Linked DNA regions of Capsicum annuum: region 1 is linked to region 2. A link is a contact called in public Hi-C data. All regions are on one chromosome and are shown on one strand. Each heading gives the region's core, a stretch centred on a gene start, on an enhancer-like site or on the middle of the called end of the contact. The rest is flanking DNA. Distances are from core to core; before and after follow the strand shown. Region 1 holds the start of LOC107878477 (floral homeotic protein AGAMOUS-like). Region 2 has its middle 43 kb from the start of LOC107878476.

Evidence for each region. A called contact is a pair of places that touch in the nucleus more often than the background predicts.
Region 1: a contact with region 2 is called in a Hi-C map of bud, with 3 times the contacts expected there. The contact joins the promoter of LOC107878477 here to the enhancer-like site in region 2. A contact is called at or near these places in 5 of 5 Hi-C or Micro-C datasets (bud, leaf, pericarp and 1 more).

What each region holds. Positions count from the first base shown.
Region 1 is chr7:215,095,954-215,100,133 of UCD10Xv1.1, forward strand. LOC107878477 (floral homeotic protein AGAMOUS-like) reads left to right here and starts at 2,902. Exons shown (of 8, transcript NM_001325110.1): 1 at 2,902-3,166. The coding sequence starts at 2,922.
Region 2 is chr7:215,036,385-215,040,470 of UCD10Xv1.1, forward strand. No RefSeq gene overlaps it. Among protein-coding and RNA genes, the nearest start is that of LOC107878476, 43 kb to the left of the region's middle. Within about 2 kb of position 1,892, at least 1 of the 5 cell types and tissues checked has an H3K27ac peak or open chromatin away from gene starts, as enhancers often do. A contact at or near this core is called in pericarp, where this site is marked.

The DNA of each region.
Region 1 (4,180 bases), core at 1,652-4,151, 61 kb after region 2:
TAGTGGGTGTAAATTTTGGCTGCACAAGATGAAAAAGTTCCACACAACATATGGCCCTAGAGTAGAATAGATAGTAACCAAATGTGGCAAAGTGTATCATGAGGTTTCCCCTACCCTTTACCATAAATGAATTGAGTAATGGGTAATGGTGAATAAGACATCACATGGGAGTCTTGTTACTATGAATCACAACTTCAAGAGATCATGGGGAAATTAAAAATCAAATAATACAAGAGAGAGAAGTACTTTTGGGCATGGAGAGATCTTTTTTTCCCCTTTCTCTATTATTGATTTTACCATATCGTATTTGAAATTTATTGGTCCGACTAATTAAAATTTACATTAACTAGGCCTACAGAAGGTAAAACACTCACTTGCTGCAGGGGTTTTCTTTCTTAGCAATCGAGAGTTTGAGACCACTAATTAAGAGTAGGGAGAGATCTCGATTGACCATCTTATGTTATTTTACTAAAGGTGTGCATCAATCGGTTCGATTTGACTTATAAATTATCGATTTGGTTTATCATTTTGAATTTTTAAATACGCTTAACCAATAATCAAGCTAATAAGATATTTTTTTATTGATTTTCAATTTATAAACAAATATATGTACATTTTTCTTCTGAATAATGTTGTACTATTCTGGTCTCTGGATGCCTATAGTATGACATAAAGCAAGAATCAATTAATAAATGTAACTGATTATACTTAAGTAACTAAGATTAAACATGCACAATTAGTATGAACTTTTAGAACGAAAAAATCACGATTCTAATAATGGACTAAACTGATCTTGACTAATCCAATCAAATAAGCCGATGAGTTTCTGTAATATTTAGCACAAAAAGGAACAAGGAAATCAATTTCCACATCTAGGAAAGAAAATTGAATAGGATTTTCAGGTTTTGTAGCAGCTGTGAAGGCAGTAAAGTATATAAATAAAGGTAAAGTAGTAATTTAGAATAGTCTTAATGCGTTACAGGTTTACTCAAAAACCTAATATTAAAAATAGAAATCAAACTGATAATCCGATAAATTTTTTTATAAAACCATCAAAAAATAGTTAAACAAAAAATCCAATAACCAAGGACTATTTTTTTGATTTGGTATTAGTCAGTCCGGTTTTTGCACATCCCTATATTTGCTTGAAGTTTCAATAATAATATTGCACATGTGTTAGATACTCAAATAGAGCATTACTATTGGACGATTGTTTTGAAGAGTCTCGAGCAATAATTAATAGTTTCACAATCAGAGATCAACAATGAATGTAGAGCAGAAGGTATGAGTTCACTAGAACACAAATAGTGCATTACTATTGGACGATTGTTGTGAAGAGTCTCGAGCAATAATTAATAGCTTCACAATCAGAGATCAACAACGAATGTAGAGCAGAAGGTATGAGTTCAGTAGAACACAATAACTTTAGTTCAATAAGGCTTGTCTAAAAAGTTCATTTAATATGTACAAATTACTAATAGTATAGTAATTTAGACCTCAATAACCTAAAAATAACTAAAATTTAAAACTATAGACTTTAAATTCTAAATTCATCTACCCGCCGGCCGAAGATAAGCTTTTTTCTTTCATTTCCCTTTCTTACTTCCATTATATCTGAAAAATCCAGGGTGGAGATCAGTGTGAATTGGAGTATAGTGAAATTTTGCCAAACAATGCTGAGGTCAGAATTCACTGAAAATTAAAGATATCTTGCAAGGTTAAAAAAAAAAATTAATAAAATGGTTTTGCTAGTTTTGTATTTCTCTACTCTATTTAAACTGAAGGTTGACTGCACTTACAACAAACTTATTCAATTTTCATTAGTTGTCACTTTTCAAAAGAGACTCCCATTGTCCCTTTTTCCCATACTTTTAGAAAAAAATGCATTGTTAAATGGAGTTTGATCAAACTATACACCTAAAATCTTACACCCTTTTTTTTGCTACTACTACTTTCCTTCAATACCACTTACATACACTACATCAAGGAAAAAAATTATACTCTTTTGTCTTAAATTATTTGTCGTACTTCTGTTTTAGAAAACATTAATTAGGAAAAAATTTGAACTATTTTATCCTTTATTAGTATTTAAACAATTATAACATCACTATACATAATTTGAGATCAGAGAAGTAGTTTAGTGCAAGGACGGAGCCAAGTCAGGGGAAGGGGGTTCATCGGTAAAAAATTACAATATATATATATACTAGCAGTGGCGAAGTGAGAATTTTCACTAATAAGGAGTTCAAAATATGAAGAAGTAACCACACAAATTAGCCCACGAGGGTTCAACATCTATTATGTACATAAAGATTTATTTCAATCAAGTATGATAATGTAATTTTTTGCCGAATGAACCCTAGTCCCAAGCTGGCTCCGCCCTGAATTAGTAGACATTGTATCACCTTGAATACTTTGTATGTTTACATTTTGAACTCATTTAGTGAAAATTCTTACTTCGTCACCAATTTAGTGTGTAGACATACACTCAAAAAGTAGTAGTTTAGTTGGACGGTCCAATTTTTTCCTATCTATAACTACCCTTCTGCTAGTTCAACTCACTTCCATTTTCTGCAAGCTCTCCTGTTCAAACCTATACAATATAGGTACAAATTCAAAAGCCAAAAAAAAAAATTTTAAAAAAAATCTCTAGGTAGATTTTCTTCTTTACCTTATCCTTGCTATATATTTCCTGATCAAAACATCACACACACACAAAAAAAAAAAAAAAAAAAAAAAATTAATCAAGAAGTAACTACAAACATACTCAAAAGAAAAAATTGTTGTTTTGCTTTTTTTAGTTGCTACACAATATTATATTTTTTCTTATAGACTATAGTTTTAATTTCCTCAATTAAGGCTAACGAGATCGCGATATTTGTTTCACTTTTTTCAGCTTAATTTATTTCGGCAGAAGGACGATGGTTTTTCCAAATAATCATGAACTTGATGAATCGTCTTCACAATTGAGAAAATCGAGTGGTGGAGGTAGAGGGAAGATTGAAATTAAAAGGATCGAAAATACTACGAATCGACAAGTTACGTTTTGTAAACGTAGAAATGGGCTATTGAAAAAAGCTTATGAGCTTTCTGTTCTATGTGATGCTGAAGTTGCCCTAATTGTGTTTTCCAGCCGTGGCAGACTCTATGAATATGCCAACAACAGGTTTGTTTGTTAATTTTTTTTTTTGTTCAACAAGATCTGGAGGGTTGGGGAAGGAGAAATTAAGGAGAGGATCGAACGTTTACCAATAAGGTTAAAGTACGAGTGGTTAGTTAACTGAGCTATGATCTTTGGTTGTTTGTTTTTTTGTGTGTTTTCTGGTTTGGGAAAAAAAAATATTCATTTTTATTGATACAAAGGTTGATTGACTTATCACTTATGTAAGTCTAGATATTTCGTCTGGATTTTTTTATTTTTTTTGACATAAGAAGGTTTTAAACCTAATGAAGAACAAATGTTTTTTTGTTTTACACTGGGGGAAGGAAAAAGGGATATGAGAATCGATTTTTTATCAATAAAGTGAAAGTTCAGATAGCTAACTAATTGAGCTATTAAGATCTCCACTAAAATTTTTGGTTGTTGTATTTTGTGTGTGTTTTGATTTATTTTTTTTATTTTTTTTACATTTTTATTGATACAAAGATTGAAGATTGATTGACTTGTGTCAGCACATCAGCTAGATATTTTGTGTGGATGTTTTGATTATTTTTATTTTTTTGACATAAGAAGGTGACTATGGTGTCTTAGTTAAGAGATTGAGTTTTCTTCATCACAAAAGATTTGCTTGTCTAATCCTTAATTTGCTTTATATCTCCTGTTCCCTTTCCTTTATGAGCTTCAAAACATCATACTTTCCTTTGTTGCTTCTTTGATTTTACAAATAGATCTGTTTATTCGAGTCACAAAATCAGTCGTTGATGCTTGTTCCGCATCAGGATATAGATTTGTCTCTATTACATCTATTTAGAGTACAATTCTTTCCAAAATCCTTCATAAACGAAACGCTCTGTGTATCGAAGTGTCTATCTGTTTGAAATAGATAAAAATAAATTTTTACTGAATAAAATTACGAGTAAAGTCAAGAGAGATAGGAGAAAGTTAAAAAAAGATCTTAAGCTAAATTCATCGTGAAATCAGTTACTGAGGTTTACTTTTACATCGGGATAGATTTGTCTA
Region 2 (4,086 bases), core at 642-3,141:
GGAGGGCCCACCACCTGGTATGATTGGACATTCATTCCAAGCAAAATGGGACCACCTCTGCAAACATATGAATCTCTGGAATCATTTGATGACCAAAATACAAAAGAGATTAATACCACTATGGAGTATTAACTTAATTTATGAATATTTTTTAATATTCAAAATAATTTAATTGTTAAATATTTAAGAACGTTATTAATTTCTTTTATTTTTATTGTTTATTTATATCAAGAGATTTACTTGGTCATATTTATGATTTTAACTTGCTTTTAAAAAGATTAAAAAGGAAAGTGGTGTTTAATATATGTCTTTTAAAAAAAAAAGAAAATTAAGTGTGCATTGCCACACAAATTAAGTTATTATGGACTAAAAGAAGTGTAAAACTGAATCTATATCTATCGGGATATGAATTTTTTAAAATTTTAAGACATAACTTACAAAATATTACGATATAAAAATAAAAACTCATATCTCATAAAGCAATCATTTACTTTGAGCGGATGTTGAAACATGAAGACTTCTTGGACCACCGCCCTACCTCTATTGTAAATGACAAAGCCCAAAATATATGCACTTCATATGAATTACTTTCTCCGGTTAAAAAAGAATAATTTATTTTTTAAATTTATTTAAAAATATTTTTAATAATATTTTAATTTTAATTTTTAACTTGACATGTTTAAAATCATAAAATTAAATATTATTGTGATATATTTGACATTACTTTAATTTAAGATTATAAGATTTAAAATTCTTCATATTTTTTTAAACTCCGTACAAAATCAAATCAAATCAAATCTTTTAAACAGAGGGAGTAGTACATTTTCTTTTGGCTGAAAAGATGTTATTTTATTGAGAGCAAAAGATGAAAATTAAGAAATGTTATTATAAGAAGTAATTAAACTAATAAATGTAGTTCTATCGATGTCCTTGAGATAATGAAATAAAGAAAGTTAAAGTGGAAAATTCTAATTGGAGAGGTCCATTTTCATGTCAACGTAATTCTAATAGGGAAATTACATTTTGTTTTGAAATACCACTAAGAATATTCTCTAACATTTTCTAATTGGGAAATTACATTTTATTTTGAAATACCTCTAAGAATATTTTCAAACAAAATGTTAGGAAATTTTCCAATATTACATGACACGTGAGAGTAGTAACTCCACTTATGTATTCTCTCCATTTCAAAATACTTGTCACGTGTTTTTTTACGTCAAATTATATTAATTTTGATCAGTATTTTAAAATGTATTTCTTCACTATATTTATTGAAAATAAGTGCAGCTTATAGTGTTTTTTAACATACTATCTAAGTATGTTAGTTTTAATTGTAAAAATATTTTTATAATTTAATTTAATTTAAATTTGAAAATTAGTTAAATTAACTCTCACCAAGCAAAACGCGACAGAGTTGCAAACAGGAAGCAAGTTACTACTAATCCTCTCTGAGATTTAAGTAAAACTTAATAGTTTGTGCATAAACTCCTTGATCACGTTTTGCACATTAATGCAATGTACTTATTCTTATTGACTTATATACTTATTGACTTTGTCACTTTCTTTAAAATATATTTATTACGGATTTATTTTACTAATTATTCTATTAATTGTATTTTAAAAATCTAAATTTGATTAATATTTAGTGCAATCATTAAATAATAGGGATGGTACTTGAAGAAAATGAAATCTTTCTCTTAATTTATTTAAATTGAACAAGTAAAATAAAATATCTACTATTTTTTATACAGAGCCAATGAATATGAAACAGAGGGAGTAGTATGTAATTGTTGCCAAATTAATGATTTTTTCTAATTAAGACATTAATGCTAGGTCCACAAGCACTAATTACTATTCTTGTGATAAAAAATCTTGTGGACCATGTTAATTAGTGGCAGCAAGAATATTTACTTATGATAATTAGCTTCAGTATGGCAGCTTAACATGAGAAACACAAAAAGTTAAAATAATAATTCCCTAATAATAATAATAATAATAATAATAATAATAATAATGTAATAATAAGGTTAAAGCTCGTTTAAGCAAAATGTTTGAATTCCAAAATGATGCTTAATTTTCCAATTAAGTTGATATAGACAAGCAAACATTCCCACAATATTTTCAGAACGGTATTGACCAAATTTGCCTTATAAAAGCTGTTGGATTAACGTTTCTTAAAACTTTTTACTCCTTTTGTTTCAATTTACTTATTGATTTTAACTTGACACAAAATTTAAGAAAAGAAATAAATATTTCAAGCATTATGGTTTTAAACTAAAGATGTGTAGAATGTATTTAAATATTTAATACTCTTGAGGTATTATGTGGAAAATTAAAATTAAGGAAGTGCCAAAAAGAGAAAGAGATATTTTTTAAAAACATACTATAGAAGAAAAGTAAAACAAACAAATTGAAATGAGGAGAAATGTTAAAATAAGTGACTAAAAGTGACAGATTTGCAATTTATTCCTACTCTATATATACACATACATATAAGAGTTTTTGATTAATTAGCGTAATTATTTTTGTTTGTTCCTTGGAATAAGATAGAAAGTTGAACCAATATTCCTAAGAAACGTGTTTACGTTCCTCTAAACCAAACAGATTTCACATTGATTTTCTTAAAATATCATTGTCAACAGCCAATTTCTTAATTTTAACTTATATAAAGGTAAAAGAAAAAGAAAGAGATAAGAGATCAAACAAAGCATGATGCTCCCAAGAATTTTTGGGAAATTGTTGTCCTAAGCTACCCTACCTTGTCGGTTAGTATTTTAAGTTTATGAATTTTAAATGTTAATTAAAATGACGACTTTTAAATATTTATAAATTGAGTTCTAAATTTAAAATTTATACATGCCTAATGAATTTTCTTTAGTATAAGTATATTAATTGAGCAAAAATAACTAAATTCAATCGAACTCGTACTGAGTTTCCATTTATCTGATTTAACAATGTTTACTACAAGAGCATGCCCTTACTGCATTCTTCATAGCACGATTCCAAGCGATTTTTTCTAAAAAAATATTCGTAGTGTATATTCGGACTATTTTACACATACCTTTATTAATTCACAGAATATTTGTTACTTCTATTGGTGCATATATCGGATAATTTTATTTACTATAGTTGATCACCTGGTATTTTTGTTTCCACTATGTAGCCTCTCTTAGTTGCGATTAATTTTGTTCATTTTATGCATATCTTTAATCCTTAGAGATTTAGCAAATTAGTTAGACTTCCCATGCCACTAAATTTGACTTTCATCATGTGGTTTCAGATATAATAATTTCCATTTGAATGTTTTTTGTATCTTAAGAACAACCACGTAGAGGTTGAAAGAATTTTTGTTGAATTAGAAGTCTATCTCATCCTCTCTTCAAAAGTCATTTTACTATTATAGTGATTTCATTAAGGCAGTTTTAAATTTTCTACATATATTTAAAATGTAGACTTTACACTAACTTTTTGACTTAAATCAGAACACATCTCAAAAATTCATGAGCTAACACACACGGAAATCGAGATAATCCTTAATTCATGTTTCATGTGCGTGGCCCATATGAGGAGAAACTTCGTCTTTCCAAAGCAATGTGCATCATTTAAGAGCTCGTCACAAATGAACCTCGCATCGCTATCCATATAGATACTTGATTTCATCTATACGGAACTCCCATTATTCTCATTACAATTAACTATTGTAAGCAATTAACAGATTGTATAACTTAAACAATCTAATATAAATAATCCTATCAATTATTTAGGAACGTAGAACTTAATGTTTTTCATATCAACAAAATTAATGACAGCAATTTAGTATACAAAATTACTTACCTGAATTTTTCATAACTTTTCTTCTTGACAGTGATTAGCTGAAGTACTTGATTTATTTTGTTCTTAACTAAGAACAAAATTCTGTTTCTCTCTCTTTATCTTAGTTTTAGGATAGTTTTGATGGAACAAGACCCCTTTATAACAAAGGAAATAAATATTTATGTTTTTCACGTTAATACAGTTATGTTTTTCACGTTTCATATTTGTGGATATAATAATTATCTCATTTACAGTAGTTATCTAGTAACAGTC